2 separate regions of the Triticum aestivum genome follow, and region 2 is linked to region 1. Evidence: chromatin contacts called from public Hi-C data. All regions are on one chromosome and are shown on one strand. The core of a region is the stretch at or near the end of the contact, and the rest is flanking DNA. Distances in the headings are between cores, read along the strand shown.

Region 1 (7,555 bases), core at 202-2,701:
ACAGGAGACCAAAGAAAAGGTGCATGAGACGGGGAGGCCCTCTTTGATCGCCACCCACATGGATGATATCGGATCTCACAACCTCCCGTGTACTATATAGCAAGCCAAAACGGATCCCAAGAATCTGCAACCAAGACCGCAAAGTTGCCCAAAAAATGACTAGTACTTCTTCTAGCTTCCAAGACGAGAACAACAGAGCCGAAAACAAGAAGCGGTAGCTAGTGCTTGCTTGATGGCTTTTGCATGCATGGAGGAAATTAGCTTTCTCTCTCGCTTTCCAAGAACTCACTGCTCATCCAACAACAGCAGAAAACCATCCGAAAACGCCAAGATTTTCAAGCCAAAAAAGAGCAAGGCCGAGGTGTGCGTGTAGCGAGAGCGCTCGACCAAACATCCATGGACGGATGGGGACGGAGACGCACGTCGTCGCATGGACAAAAACGAAAGCAGATCGAGCGGGAAAAAAGAACGCCATCACTACAAGCGTACGTACACCGTGGTAGATCTGAACAAGAACTAGCGCGGACAAGAGAAAAACGCACGACAGCATGCAGGGAACGCCAGATCTGAACAAGAACTACTACTCTAGCTAGTTCGTGAACGGAGATGGTACGCAGGGAGGGGGATGGGCATCAGCTCACATCGTAGTGGAAGAGGTTGTTGTCGGCGACGTTGACGAGGAAGTGGTTGGCGCGGATCATCACCTTCTTGCCGACTGTGCCGGCTCCGGGACGCGCGGGGTGGGCGAGCCCCTTCTTGGACACCGGCGCCAGGTCCACCTCGGGGGCCTTCTCCTCCTCGGGCTGCGTCGCCGCGACCGCCGCCGCGGCCGCGGCGGCGGGCGGCGCCAGCGCGGTCTCCGTGACGAAGAGCTTCTGCTCCAGCTCCTTGGCGACGGCCGCGGGGGTCGGTGGAGCGGGGGCGGGGGCGGAGACGCGGGCCGGCTGGAACGGACGCGCGGCCGGCGAGGGCGTCGGAGCAGGGGCGCGGATGGTGGCCGGCGTGGGCGAGGGCGCGCGGATGGTGACCGGCGTCGGGGAGGGCGCGCGGACGGCGGCGTAGGGTGCCGGCGCGGGGTTGCGGACGACGACGCCGTGCTGGTAGGCGCCCTGGTGCGGCCCCGTGGCGTTGGGGTTGTGGTAGACGGCGACGGCCGGCGCGTACTGCGCCGGCCCGGCGGGACGCGGCGCCGACGGAGCGCCCGGAGGCGGCCAGACGAAGCCCGTGGGCCCGCGGCCGCCCCCGCGCCCTCCTCCCGCCGGCGCGCCCCGGCCTCCGCCGTACTGCTGGTCTCCCCGGCCGCCTCCCCGGCCTCCGCCTCCGCGGTAGGCCATGGCGGGAGAGCTGTGGTGGTGGTGGTGGGAGGGCTGCGCTACGGTGGTGGCGGCGGTGGATTGGGGAGGAAGAAAGGAGCGTGGAGGCGTGGGAGGGAGCGGATGAGGACGGCGGTGAGTTGGTGGGAGGATCGGCGCGGCCGAGGCGGCTTTTATAGGCGGGGCGGTGAGCGAGTGGGGTGGCGAAACCCTAGCGAGCGGTGTGGTGAGCGCATGGCGTGGTCCGTACGTGGGAGAGGGAGGGGGAGGTGCGCCGAATTTCGCGGTTCTGTCCGGACCGGCGTGTAAAAGGCCGTCGTCCAGAGGAGAAATATCTGGGTTCGCTTCGGGTGCGCGGATCGGAACGCGCGCGCGGGGGGCCGGCCTCGGAAATGCGCCGCGGCGCGAGGGGCCTTTCTGCAAACTGCGCAGCTGCGCGCGCCTGGGTTGCTTTAGTAAAAAAAGTAACCATGGTAGAGCGGGAGTGGTTAACCAGGGTTGGCGCTGGGTCACGTGCCAGCAAACGGTACTGTAGACGGACCGGGGGTTTGATTCCCATCCACCAACAATGATTGAGCTGCCAACGGGTGCGAAAATCTTTGATTCTTTTTCTTTTTTGAACATGCACTTTCTTGATCATTTCATTAAAGACTAAGTATGTGGAAGTGAAATTAATTCTGGTGCCCAAAAACAATTAATTCCGCTGCACTGGTAGAACCCGGCCTTTGTGGCGTCTCTCCCCAGGTTAAATGCAAATGATAAAGATAGATAGTAGCAAGGTAGCACGGCAAATAAAAGGAGAAATTGTGTAGAAGAATTCAGTAATGGAGAATAGACCCAAGGGACATAGGTTCACTAGTGGTATCTCTCTCGAAAGTAGGCGAATGTCATGGTAAACAAATTACAGTTGGACAACTGACCGAATTGCAATATTCATGACTATGATCATTCATGGCATAATCTCATATAGGCACTACGTTCGTGATAAGTAGACCGTTAATCGAACTGTACCTACTACTAACAATCCACCCTGGAACCGCTATCCAGCGTGCATCTCATGGTATTAAGTTTGTAACAAATAGAATATAGCAGTAAGAAATATGACATAATATAGACAAGAAGAAGTCAATCAATATGACAAAACCCCATCGTTTTATCCTTAGTGGAAACAATAGATACGTGCCTTAGCTCTTATTGTCACCGGGTTTGATCACCGCACGATTGAACCCACTACAAAGCACCACTCCCTCCGAAGGAAAATCCATCAGACTTGACCAAAGAAGATAGATAGATCGGAAAGCATGCAAAGCTATTTAATTATACAACAAGAAAACCTCAAAAAATTCAATTGATTTCAATGAAAAATCTGATCATAAAGTGGAAATTCATCATGTCCCAACAAACAGACCACCAATTACATTAAATTGATCCCGATCATATGAGAAGGCTCACAAGAACATGGTATTGAAGATCCAAAAGGAGATAGAGAACCATCTAGCTACTACTATGGACCCTAAGGTCCTAATGAGCTACCCACACATCATCATGGGGGCAGCAAGACTGATGAAGATGGCTCCGACAATGGTTTCCCCCTTAGGAACAAGCCTCTAGATGGGATCTTTGCGAAACAGGAACTCGCGGTGATGATAAAATTCTTCTAAAAATATGGCGGAGGGTTTCGGTATTTATAGGGATTTACGGCGGTGGAATCAATGTAAGGCGGTGCAAAGGGGTCCCACGCGACCTAGGGGCGTGCCCTACCTCCTTGGGGACGCGGGGTGGCCGTTTGGGCCCCCTGCAGCTCCTCTCGCTCTCTCCTGAAGCTTATAGGGTCCCTTGTTACCCAAAAAACCGTATTAAATTGGAAAGTGATTTTGACCTCTGTATATATTGATTCCCTATGAAACCAAAAACAATCAGAAAACAGGAGCTGACAGTGGACAATAATTTAATAGGTTAGTCCAAAAATAATATAATTGCTATAAAAAGTATATGAAAATGATGATAAATAGCATGAAACAATAAAAAATTATAGATACGTCTGAGATGTATCAGCATCCCCAAGCTTCATTCTTGCTCTTCCTCGAGCAGGTAAATGATTTACAAACATATTTTTTGGTGTTGAATTCTACTCATCATAATATTGATCAAATGATGTAACGTGGTGTGAACCCAAGAAAAAAGTGATTCAAAGCAATAATCTATAGTTGTTCACAAGCAAGTAACATCAAAATGTGTAAAGAAAAATTACTATTGCTTTTCATGGATTAATGTTTTCATGTAATACCAATCAATACTCATATGTCAAATTCATGTCCCCATCACTCAAGGCTTTATCGTATTAAAACATTTTATTATAACACAACCTATAACTTCAGTCAAACAATCAAATCCATGGCAAACCCTTTCCAACTACTTAGTACTTTGCTTAATGCTCAATTTACAAGCCTTGGTCTTAGATGGAAAATAGAATAATGATGGGGATTTATAAGAAGACAAAAGTATGAAAGTCAAACATCAATGCAGCTGATAAGCTCTCCTGATGTAACTAAGTTGGTGTGCATCCAACTTGCTTGCTCATTAAGACCTCCAGCATTTGACGAAGCTCTTCATCATAATAAACAAGCCAAGTTCCATGATGTAAAAATCACACTAGCATATGAAATGAGGAATATGAAAACTTTCTACATGAAGTACATGGTACTACTTTGAAGCAAAAGTGTATATAAAGGATAGTAGTGTGCCCCTCTCTCTTTTTCTCTCATTTTTTGGGTAGACTCTTTTTGGACTCTTTTGTTGGGCTCTTTTGGCCTCTTTTTATATCTCACAGGTAGAATCATACTCTAATGAACACCACACTTTTATTTACTAATAACTCTGAAATTAAAATAATGAATACAAATGAATGCCTCTCGAAGTGTACCAAGATGTGCAATGATCAAGCATAGCATGTAAAACAATGATGAACAATGGCCTTGCCACAACTATCATGTCATCTCTATATACGATCATGCAAAGCAAAATGACAATGAAATCATAAGTCATGTAATGAAAAGTAACAATGGAAGCTGCATGGCAATATATCTCGAAATGGCTATGGAAATGCCATAATAGGTAGGTATGATGACTATTTTGAGGAGAAAGGTGGTTTATGTGTAGAAGGACAAGAGGAAGTCCTCCCATGGGGTTTGGATATACCGGTGAAGGATGCACCATGTCTCAAGGTGAGAGTGGGCAATGCATGAGGCTAGCAAAATCTAGATAGGTTGAAGTTCATATAAAGACTACAACTCATAAATCAAAAACATCTCACGAATACTTCCTAGTGTACACCAAGTTAACAATGACAATGACTACTCCAAGGGGTGAGTTTGATGAACCATTGATGTCTACAATGGAACTTTATTCTTGTAGACTCTTTTGGTCCTCCAAGCGCAGAGTTTTGTAGGACAACAAAAAAATTCCCTCAAGTGGATGACCTAAGGTTTATCAATCCGTGGGAGGTGTAGGATGAATACGGTCTCTCTTAAGCAACCCTGCAATCAAATACAAGAAATCTCTTGTGTCCCGAACACACCCAATACAATTGTAAATTGCATAGATGAACCAGTTCGGTGAAGAGATATTGATAGAAGTGTAGTATGGATACTAGATATAGGTTTTTGTAATATGAAATGATAAAACAGCAAGGTAGCAAGTGATAAAAGTGAGCTTAGATGGTATTGCAATGCTTGAAAACATGGCCTAGGGTTCATAATTTCACTAGTGTCATCTCTCAACATTACTAACATAATTGAATCGTATGAAAATCCCTCAAAGTGTGGTCAAGAATTGTTACAAAGTTTCTGTAAGGGCATATTTCACCCTGTGTGGTTTTGGTGATTGATGACAATGCATTTGCGGACTAATCGTGTGCATTGAGCATTTCAGATATCTCAGGTCTAGGCACAAGACAATTTGTTGCCCCTCGGAGCCTAGTGAAGATGACGTTTCTCTACGTTTCTTTTCCGTGGATCTGAGTCGTAGGAAAGCCGTACTATTAAGAGGGGGTCCGCTTTAGAAAGGTTAGGGTGGAATCAACACATACACGTCTGTCCCTTTGCACCACCTTTCCTTTGCTTCTTCGGAGCATCGACCGTTTATCCGTGTCTTTGCAAAATGAAGGACTCCAAGTGGTATTGTGCTGTGGCAGCGGTAGTACTGCTCAAGGGTGCAGTAGTACCGCAGTGGCCCATGGTAGTACATGCCAGGGACGCGGTAGTACCGTGTAGTGCGGTAGTACTGCTCCTCGGGCGTGGTAGTACCATGGCCTCTAGCCAGCATGGCAACACGAGCGGTAGTAGGGGCGGATGTAACTTTTTACATACGCGCCCTACGCGGTAGTACCGCTCCCTGTATGCGGTAGTACCGTGTCGGATTTTTGCACAGATCGAAACTCAGGGGAAGTAGCCACAAATGTAATTTTATTCGTCTGTGCCTTCCCAACCTAGTCGAACCCTGCCTTGTGGTAGTACCGCAAGGACACGCGGTAGTACCGCTCCGGCGGTTCTACAGCTCGTTGCGTCAATGCAACAGGGCCTCATCTGGTCTCTGCCGCCGGAGCGGTAGTACCGCACCGCCTAGCGGTAGTACCGCAAGTTGGTGCGGTAGTACCGCATGTCACGGGCTGGAGAAGTGGGTAACGGTTGGATTTTTCCTCTCACTATATAAGGGGGGGTCTTCTTCTCCGAGTTGACTACCTCTTCCATCCCCAAGCTCCATTGTTGCTCAAAGCTCCATTTTCGCCCGATCTCTCTCCCTAGCCAATCAAACTTGTTGATTCTCTAGGGATTGGTTGAGAAGGCCTCGATCACACTTCCACCAAGAGAAATTTGATTCCCCCCACTAATCCCTTGCGGATCTTGTTACTCTTGGGTGTTTGAGCACCCTAGATGGTTGAGGTCACCGCAGAGCCATAGTCCATTATGGTGAAGCTTCGTGGTGTCGTTGGGAGCCTCCAATTAAGTTGTGGAGATTGCCCCAACCTTGTTTGTAAAGGTTCGGTCGCTGCCTCCAAGGGCACCAATAGTGGAATCACGGCATCTCGCATTGTGTGAGGGCGTGAGGAGAATACGGTGGCCCTAGTGACTTCTTGGGGAGCATTGTGCCTCCACAATGCTCCAACGGAGACGTACTTCCCCTCAAAGGGAAGGAACTTCGGTAACACATCCTCGTCTCCATCAACTCCGCTTTGGGTTATCTCTCACCTTTACTTGTGCAAGCTTATATTGTGTTGTATCTTTTTCTTGCTTGTGTGCTTGTTGTTGTTGAATCATATAGGTTGCTCACCTAGTTGCACATCTAGACAACCTACTTTGATGCAAAGTTTAATTTGATAAAGAAAAGCTAAAAATTGTTAGTTGCCTATTCACCCCCCTCTCTAGTCAACTATATCGATCCTTTCAATTAGTATCGGAGCCTCGTCTCTTTATTAAGGACTTTACCGTCTGAAGAGTAAAGTTAACACCGTAGACGGTGAGGAGGAGCATCCCGGTGTGAATCCATCCTCGTCTATGGCCGATGGGGGATCCTCGGTCTCACGTGAGGAAATCAATGCAGCTTTGGACACATTGAAAACCTCCATGACGACCGAGGTCAAAGGCATGTTCAAGGAGTTTCTTGATGGTATTAAGTCATCCACCGCACCGTTGGAAGTGGTCGATCCCACTACCAAGGTGGCGGATGCTAACTCCGATAAGGGGGAAGCTTCTAGTGATAAAATTCCTTTGCCTAGTGGTAGAAGTGGAAATGGCACCTTTGCCCATGTTGAACCACCTCTTACTTATGGAGGACCGGTTCCCTCCACTCATTTGAATCATGTTGGTCCTCCTCCTAAGTTTGTGAAAAATGAGGATTTTGCTTCTTGGGTCTACCGTTTTAAACGTCATCTTAATCATAGTTCTACTAACCTTTGGAGAATTATTGAGCAAGTTTTCTACCCGCATGACCCAAGCAACCTAACTCCTCAAGCCGCGGATCATCAATTCAATGAGTCTGCTCTCTTCATTATTCAAGATGCAATTCCACCCAAAGATATTGCGCATCTCCGACCTTTCACCGTGGCCAAGGAAGCATGGCAACATGTAGCGCAAGCATTCAATGCTCCAACTATGAAGTGCAAGATGAAGCCGATGAGTTTGCGATGAATGAAGATGAAGAACCTCATGAGCTCTATCGGAGATTAACCACTCTTGTGGTCTCAC
Region 2 (7,286 bases), core at 4,138-6,637, 220 kb after region 1:
GAGTATTTTGCATAATCATGCCATGTTCATCGCCTTGTATCTCTGGATCCGTAGCTCCGTTTTCTGCGTGTAATATGTCAAATTGTTCATCTCAACGAGTACATCATTTCATTCCATTGCATCATATTCATTTAAGGTCATATTAATGCCTGAATTATCGTTGTAAGAGTGCTTCATGATGTTTTCTGCTGTCTGCTAACAGAACGAGCTCTTTTGTCATTTTTGCCATGATTGATGTGTGCATCCTGTGAGGTTGATGTCTTCATGTGTTTTGAACTATGCAATGTCTTCTTTACAGTGGTGTTTGCCATGTATTTTTGTGATCAATGTGGTGACTAGCACAAGCATGCAAACTAGGCATCGTGATGTTGCTGATTTTAGTCCCTGTTCTGTTGTTATTTTGATGCCATGTAAACTTGATGCTACAGAGAGATCCATGCATATTTTAAGATACTTCAGTAAGAGTGTTTTGAACATGTGGTTATTGTCTATCCATTCATGCATCTGGTTGCAATTATGGAGTAGCCTAGCATGTCATTTTCGTGCTCTACTTTTGCTTCAAAATGTTTCCTGGCAGATTGTTTACATGTTATTCAATTTGGCCAAGGTTGTTGTAGATGATCCGTGCATGCTATGGACTTGTTCTTGCCTTGGGTTGTTTCACAAACATGTCTTCCTTATGATGCTATGCTTATCTTGTCATGCAATGACTTGTGGTGAGCGAATCGAGCTTGTTAAGTAGGGTACTTGATGTTGCTGTTTTACTAGGCTGAATCTGTTATTTCGCGATGCTATGTAAACATGTTGCTACTAATCATTCTATGCATAATCTGGAGGTGTTCTATAAACATGTTTTGATCTACATGTCTTGCTCTATCCATCATGCCACTTGTTGCATTTATAGGTAGTTGTAGCTTGTTGTAATCTTGCTCTAAAGTTGCTTCATAATGTTCCTGTTAGCCTGTTTACATTAAGTTCAGTTGTTACCATGGTTGTTCCTAGTGTTCCATGCACCCTATGACCTTGCTATTGCCATGCTTAGCTTCACAAACATGCCTTCTTACTGTTGGGTGCCTTGCCATGTCATGTATTGCTCTGTAGTGAGTTTCACAAGCTCATCTACATGCCTTCATAATTCTGTTTCTACCATGTTTGAATCTGTAATATAACTTGCTATGTTTACATAGGTGCCATCATATTTTCTGATCCTTTTTGGCTTATGGTCAGTAAAGGACTTTTGATCTATGCAATTAGTAGACTCATGTCATGCCTTTTTTTTGCCATGATAAGTTCCTGTAACATGTTGTTTGATAGCTCTAAACATTGCATCGTGATGTTATTTTCTGCAAAGCCTGAATTGTTATAACTTGCAATCTTACCATGTGTGTTTGAGCATGTTCTAGTGACTTATGGAGATATCTCAGTGTTCATGTTTTGTAATGCTTTATGTGTACATCATGTCCATGCCTTTTATTATCATGTTGGGGTGCTGTAGCATGTTGTTTTGATGCTTGCAATATGCCTAGTTGCTGTTTCGGACAGCTTGTCCTTATGACTTGTATAGTGTGCATGTGTTGAACCGTTGCTCCGTTTTGAGTGTGCTCTATATGAAACTTGCTTAGAATTGCATGTAGCTTCATATTATCATGTTGCATCCTTGTTTTGAGGTGTTTGCTTGATGTTTGTATGCATTTTGCATCAATGCCATGTTTAACTTGTTTTGCTCATATCCTCTAGGCCGTAGCTCCGAACTAAATGAACTTTATATGTAACTTGACTAGAATCTCGTGTAGATCATCTTTGTGTATCTTAACCTGTTGTTTAACAACTAGAACATAAGGTTTATTCAGATCTGGACCAATTTCTAAATTTGCATATGAGGACTTACCAGAATTGTTATATGTTGTTCCCGGCCTCATTTAAACTTGCCTTGATGTGTTGCTCTTGTTTGCATGATCTCTTGCCATGAGTAGCTTCATGTAGCCTTGTCATGCATCATGCTTGTTTGTGCATCATGCCTTGTTCATGTTTGGTGTGTTTACTTTGTTGTGTGCTTCTTTTCGATAGTTCCCTTTTCGTTGTGATCGTGAGGATTCGTTCGTCTACGCTTGGTTCGTCTTCGTGGCTTCGTCTTCTTCATGGACTCATTCTCTTCCTTGCGGGATTTCAGGCAAGATGACCGCTACCCTGGATCTCACTACTATCATTGCTATACTAGTTGCTTCGTTCTATCGCTATGCTGCGCTACCTATCACCTGTTTATCGAGCCATCCCAAATTGCCATGAACCTCTAACCTTTGACACATTTCCTATGCAAACCATTGATTGGCTATGTTACCGCTTTTGCTCAGCCCCTCTTATAGCGTTGCTAGTTGCAGGTGAAGTTGAAGATTTCTCCATGGTGGACAGGATTTTGGTTGGGATATCACAATATCTCTTATATTATTAATGCATCTATATACTTGGTAAAGGGTGGAAGACTTGGCCTTTTGCCTAGTGTTTTGTTCCACTCTTGCCGCCCTAGTTTCCATCATACCGGTGTTATGTTCCCGGATTTTGCGTTCCTTACGCGGTCGGGTGATTTATGGGACCCCCTCGACAGTTCGCTTTGAATAAAACTCTTCCAGCAAGGCCCAACCTTGGTTTTACCATTTGCCTCACCACCACCTACCCTTTCCCTTGGGTCGGCCAACCCGAGGGTCATCTTTATTTTAGCCCCCCCGGGCCAGTGCTTGTCTAAGTGTTGGTCCGAATCGAGTAGACTGCGGGGCCACCTCGGGGCAACTCGAGGGCTGGTTTTACTCGTAGGATGTCTCATCCGGTGTTGCCCTGAGAACGAGATATGTGCAGCTCCTATCGGGATTGTCGGCGCATCGGGCGGCTTTGCTGGTCTTGTTTTACCATTGTCGAAAAGTCTTGTAAACCGGGATTCCGAGTCTGATCGGGTCTCCCTGGGAGAAGGTCTATTCCTTCGTTGATCGCGAGAGCTTGTCATGGGCTAAGTTGGGACACCCATGCGGGGTATAATCTTTCGAAAGTCGTGCCTGCGATTATAGGCAGATGGGAATTTGTTAATGTCCGGTTGTAGATAACTTGACACCAGATCCGAATTAAAACGCATCAACCGCGTGTGTAGCCGTGATGGTCTCTTCTCGGCGGAGTCCGGGAGTGAACACGGTTTCTGGGTTATGTTTGACGTAAGTAGGAGTTCAGGATCACTTCTTGATCATTGCTAGCTTCACGACCGTTCCGCTTGTTCTCTTCTCGCTCTTATTTGCGTATGTTAGCCACCGTATATGCTTAGTCGCTGCTGCAGCCTCACCACTTTACCCCTTCCTTTCCCTTTAAGCTTTGCTAGTCTTGATACCCATGGTAATAGGATTGCTGAGTCCTCGTGGCTCACATATTACTACAACAACAGTTGCAGGTACAGGTTTATGCGATGATCTTGACGTGAGCGCGATGTTTGCTTGTATTGGAGTTCTTCTTCTGCTTCTTCTTCGATCAGGGGATAGGTTCCAGGTCGGCAGCCTGGGCTAGCAGGGTGGATGTCGTTTGAGTTTCTGTTTGTGTTTCATCCGTAGTCGGATGATGCTCTTATGTATTGTGATGTTGTATCCGTGTGGCATTGTATGCCTTTTGTATGTATCCCCATGTATTATGTAATGTTGATGTAATGATATCCACCTTGCAAAAGCGTTTTAATATGCGGGTCTATCCTTGGTGGGACCTTCGAGTTCCTTTTGGATAGGGTCGCATATTGGGCGTGACACCCCCACTTGAATTGCTTTGCAGGAATGCCCGAATTCACCTTGTCCATGGCCCAAAGGAGGATCTCCAACATGTGCTTTGGCTCGTTCGCCAGAAACAACCGCGCTTCCTTCTCCTTTGACACCGAATCCACCACCGCATGCGCCTCCATCTTTATCTCGTCCCTTGACTGAACCATGAGCAGCGTGCGGCCTTACGAGTTTGCACGCACCCCCTCCTGCGAACCCCCCACAGCTTCTCGTCGCTGGCAACCATCTCCGCCATCGCCGCCTTTCGAGAACTCAGCACAGACGGAAGAGTGTTGCTGAGAACGCAAGGGGTGAGAAGCTCGGAATGAATGCTATCTCGAAACGACGTACCTCGCTGGGGTGGAGAGTGGGAAGTAGATGCTCCATTTACCCGCTCACCCTCCGCCATGCCCGCGGATCGAGGAGACCTCCTCGTGTCCAGTGGCGGAGACAGGCCCACGCCTGGGGCATGAGGCACATATCCTTTTTACACTGTAGCAGTTTATTGTATATGATTGCTATTGTATACGAAGGCGGCCCGGGGCGGCCCGTGGGGCTGGCTCCGCCCCTGCTCGTGTCGACACGGTCACACAGACGTGCAACGTGACACGGAAACTGCACCATGGTGTACGAAGCCAAAAATTTCTCCCTCTCGACACGCCCACAAATCCACCACAAATCCCTCGCCGTCAAGGAGGACGCGATCTGGTGTGTCTCCAATCGCCGGGAAACCGCCCTCTGTCGATAGACGAGCAATCTCACGGCGAGGTGTACCGCACGGAGACGTGCGATGCACGAAAAGCCATCCGCCGAAACTCAACATGATGAAGGCATACATGAGCATGTAGATTGTAGAGCGGGCTTAAGTATGATGAAGCTGGGTTTCAGCAGTCGTTGGCCGCGGAGTGTTGCTATAGGCAGGAGTAGTATGTGTTACTTGGGTTTCAAACCTTGTTCAGTCTAGAACGCAACGCAGATGCATGCATACACGAGGGAGCTCTCAGGGCGATACGTGATCGCAGCGAGCGCGACGGGCGGGCACGTGATCCGGCCGACGGAGCCGTGCGCGTTTGAAAATTGGACCCGACGGTGGCACGTTCGCCCGATGCACGCACGCACGCGCGATTGCCGTCCCGGTGCAACGAGAGTGCGAGCGAGAGAAAGAGGGGGTGGTGGAGCGCGCGCGTGTGTGTGTGGGTGGGTGGGTAGGAAAGGGACGTGGGCGGGCGGGGGGGACATGCACGGCCTGGCGCCTGGCCACTACCATCCAAGCCTTGCCCTGCTAGCTGCTGATCCGGCTGCCCGCTGCTGCGCCGGCCGGGCAAAAGGCAAAGCGAAAGCCGCGCGGCGGGTGCGTGGGCTGCCGGGCCGTGTGACGTGCGTACGTTCCTGCCCTTCTGCGCGCGCGGCGCGGCCAGGGAGGGAGGGAGGGAGGTGGCGTGGGTCGTACGCGCTCCGCGGGGTGGTGGTTGATCTGGCGCGCGCGTGCCAGGGCGTCCGTGGAGGTGGAGATCAACAAGCAAGGCGCGCGTGTGAATTGTGATGGATGGCGAGCCGGTGGATGGTTCTGGGGGGATCTGGTCGTGTGCAGAAACAACGGTGGGAGTGGGACGTAACGGGCGGCATGCACGCGCGTACCACCTGCGCGTCCGTCGCATGCACCGCACCGCACCGCACCTACCTGGGCGGATCGGTGGCACGGGTCCAAAGTTCGAAACCGCTCTGCCAAAAGCAGCGGACCGGACCGGACCGGACCGTGGTAGGCATCCTATGCAGTGTCGAGACACAGATGGAGGCAGGAAGAGGACAAGGGAGGGAAGGGGCAGGTGTCTTCGCGGCCAAGAAAAGCACACCGCAACGGGCGGAGGGAGGCAGGAACCGCCCGCTGGTGTGGGGACCCACCAAAGTCCAGTTCACCCAGACCCAGACCCAGACCCAGCTTTGCTCGCTGGGCAGCGCGGGCCAGCCGTGGCATTGCATGCATGATCTCGTCTCGTCCTCAGCTGTGACCACCTCTGCTCCCTTCTCGGCCTGCCATTGGCGATGGCCGTTGCCGTGCATCCCTTTCGCTCCTCCCCCACCATCTTTTTCCTTCCCCGGCTTCCATCGGGATTGGGATTGGGATTGGGATTGGGATTGGGATTGGGGAACACGCAGACGCAGGCGACAGAGGAGAGGGTGGTGGGGTGGGGTGGGCAGAATCGCGACGCAGCTCTGGGGCGGGGCTCCGGCGATCTCCCTGTCGGGCCTGCAAAGCCGAGTACGTACTAGAGCATATCCCAATGCATGCATGGTAGCCCCACAACCCACACGACACGACCATGACCAGGGGAGGGAACGGAGGGAGCGGGATCAAGTGTGGCCATGTGCAAAAGCTGCATGCATGCATCCATCTTCTTTCTTTTCCAACCACCCAAGTTTTCACAGTGCTGCCACCTTTTGCTTTACTCTATCATCTCCCCTTGCTTCCCTTCGGTAATTTCATTTCTGTGCAATGGTTTTTACTCGTTTGGATCTCTCTTTTTGATCAGCATGCACCGAGGGAGGCAGCACCGCCAATGTGCAGCAGCCGCGTCTTCTTCTTTTTTAGACGGAACGGGGCATAACCATCTTACGAAATGCTGTTACAAAAAAACTGTACTGTAAAAAACCCATTCTAGTTTCGTAACATGGATGGATCTGCGCTATGTTACGGCAGCGAAAACTTACATCCTGTAGCAACCACAAAGACAAGTTTGTGACATGAAATTCTAGTTACAAACTTCCATCCTCACAACCATCTTACGATTTGGATCTCAACCATCCACTGCTGCTACAAACCCAAGGGATTCAGCAACATCTGTTCACTACTACTTCAGTTACTCTGAATCTTTGACGAATAACTGCAACCAAAAGACTACGAAACTGACGGTTTACTGCACGGAGGGAAAGCAGGCAGAAATGGTCTTTGCAACTCATCAAACAGGCCTCGCAAGGGTTATTATAAACAAATTCAAAACATTTCAGTGTGGATTCAGCTAGAGCATCATTTTGTATTCAACGATTTCTTCACACCCCGAAGGGCACCCCACATGACAGTTGATACAATGAAGAGTAGCACCCCGGTGCCAATGGCGTGCTTCAGACCAAGGTTCATGAGCAAGTTTACCAGCAACCCCGCAAGAACCACTCCCACCAAGTTGGCGGACAAGCCTGACCAGAAGGGCATGCCCAGGACGGACGCGATGATGGCGCCGGTCCATGCTCCCGTGCCTGGGAATGGGACGGCGACGAACAGCATGAGCCCGAGCCACTGGAACTCCTCGACAGGTGCGGCCTTCCGTCGCGCCCGCTCAAAGAGGAGGTCCATTATCTGGGTCGCCCAAGCGCTTCTCTGCGAGAGGAAGGTTGCGAGTTTCTTCAGGTAGAGGATGATGAATGGCACAGGCACCATGTTCCTGGAGAAACAAAGAGTAGATATAAAGTTCTGTGCATATATAGCATGAAACATTTTCTCAAGAGAGATGA

The links. Hi-C and Micro-C count contacts between places; a contact is called where the count stands out from the background.
Region 2: a Hi-C map of leaf shows a contact between it and region 1, with 5 times the contacts expected there. The contact joins the enhancer-like site here to the promoter of LOC123113746 in region 1. A contact is called at or near these places in 2 of 5 Hi-C or Micro-C datasets (both in leaf).

Annotation. Positions count from the first base shown.
Region 1 is chr5B:626,680,576-626,688,130 of IWGSC CS RefSeq v2.1, forward strand. LOC123113746 (protein argonaute MEL1) reads right to left here and starts at 1,452. Exons shown (of 22, transcript XM_044535058.1): 1 at 642-1,452. The coding sequence starts at 1,334.
Region 2 is chr5B:626,894,659-626,901,944 of IWGSC CS RefSeq v2.1, forward strand. It overlaps LOC123113748, which reads right to left. Exons shown (of 2, transcript XM_044535059.1): 2 at 6,734-7,216. The coding sequence ends at 6,805. Among protein-coding and RNA genes, the nearest start is that of LOC123113748, 9.8 kb to the right of the region's middle. Within about 2 kb of position 5,388, at least 6 of the 8 cell types and tissues checked have an H3K27ac peak or open chromatin away from gene starts, as enhancers often do. A contact at or near this core is called in leaf, where this site is marked.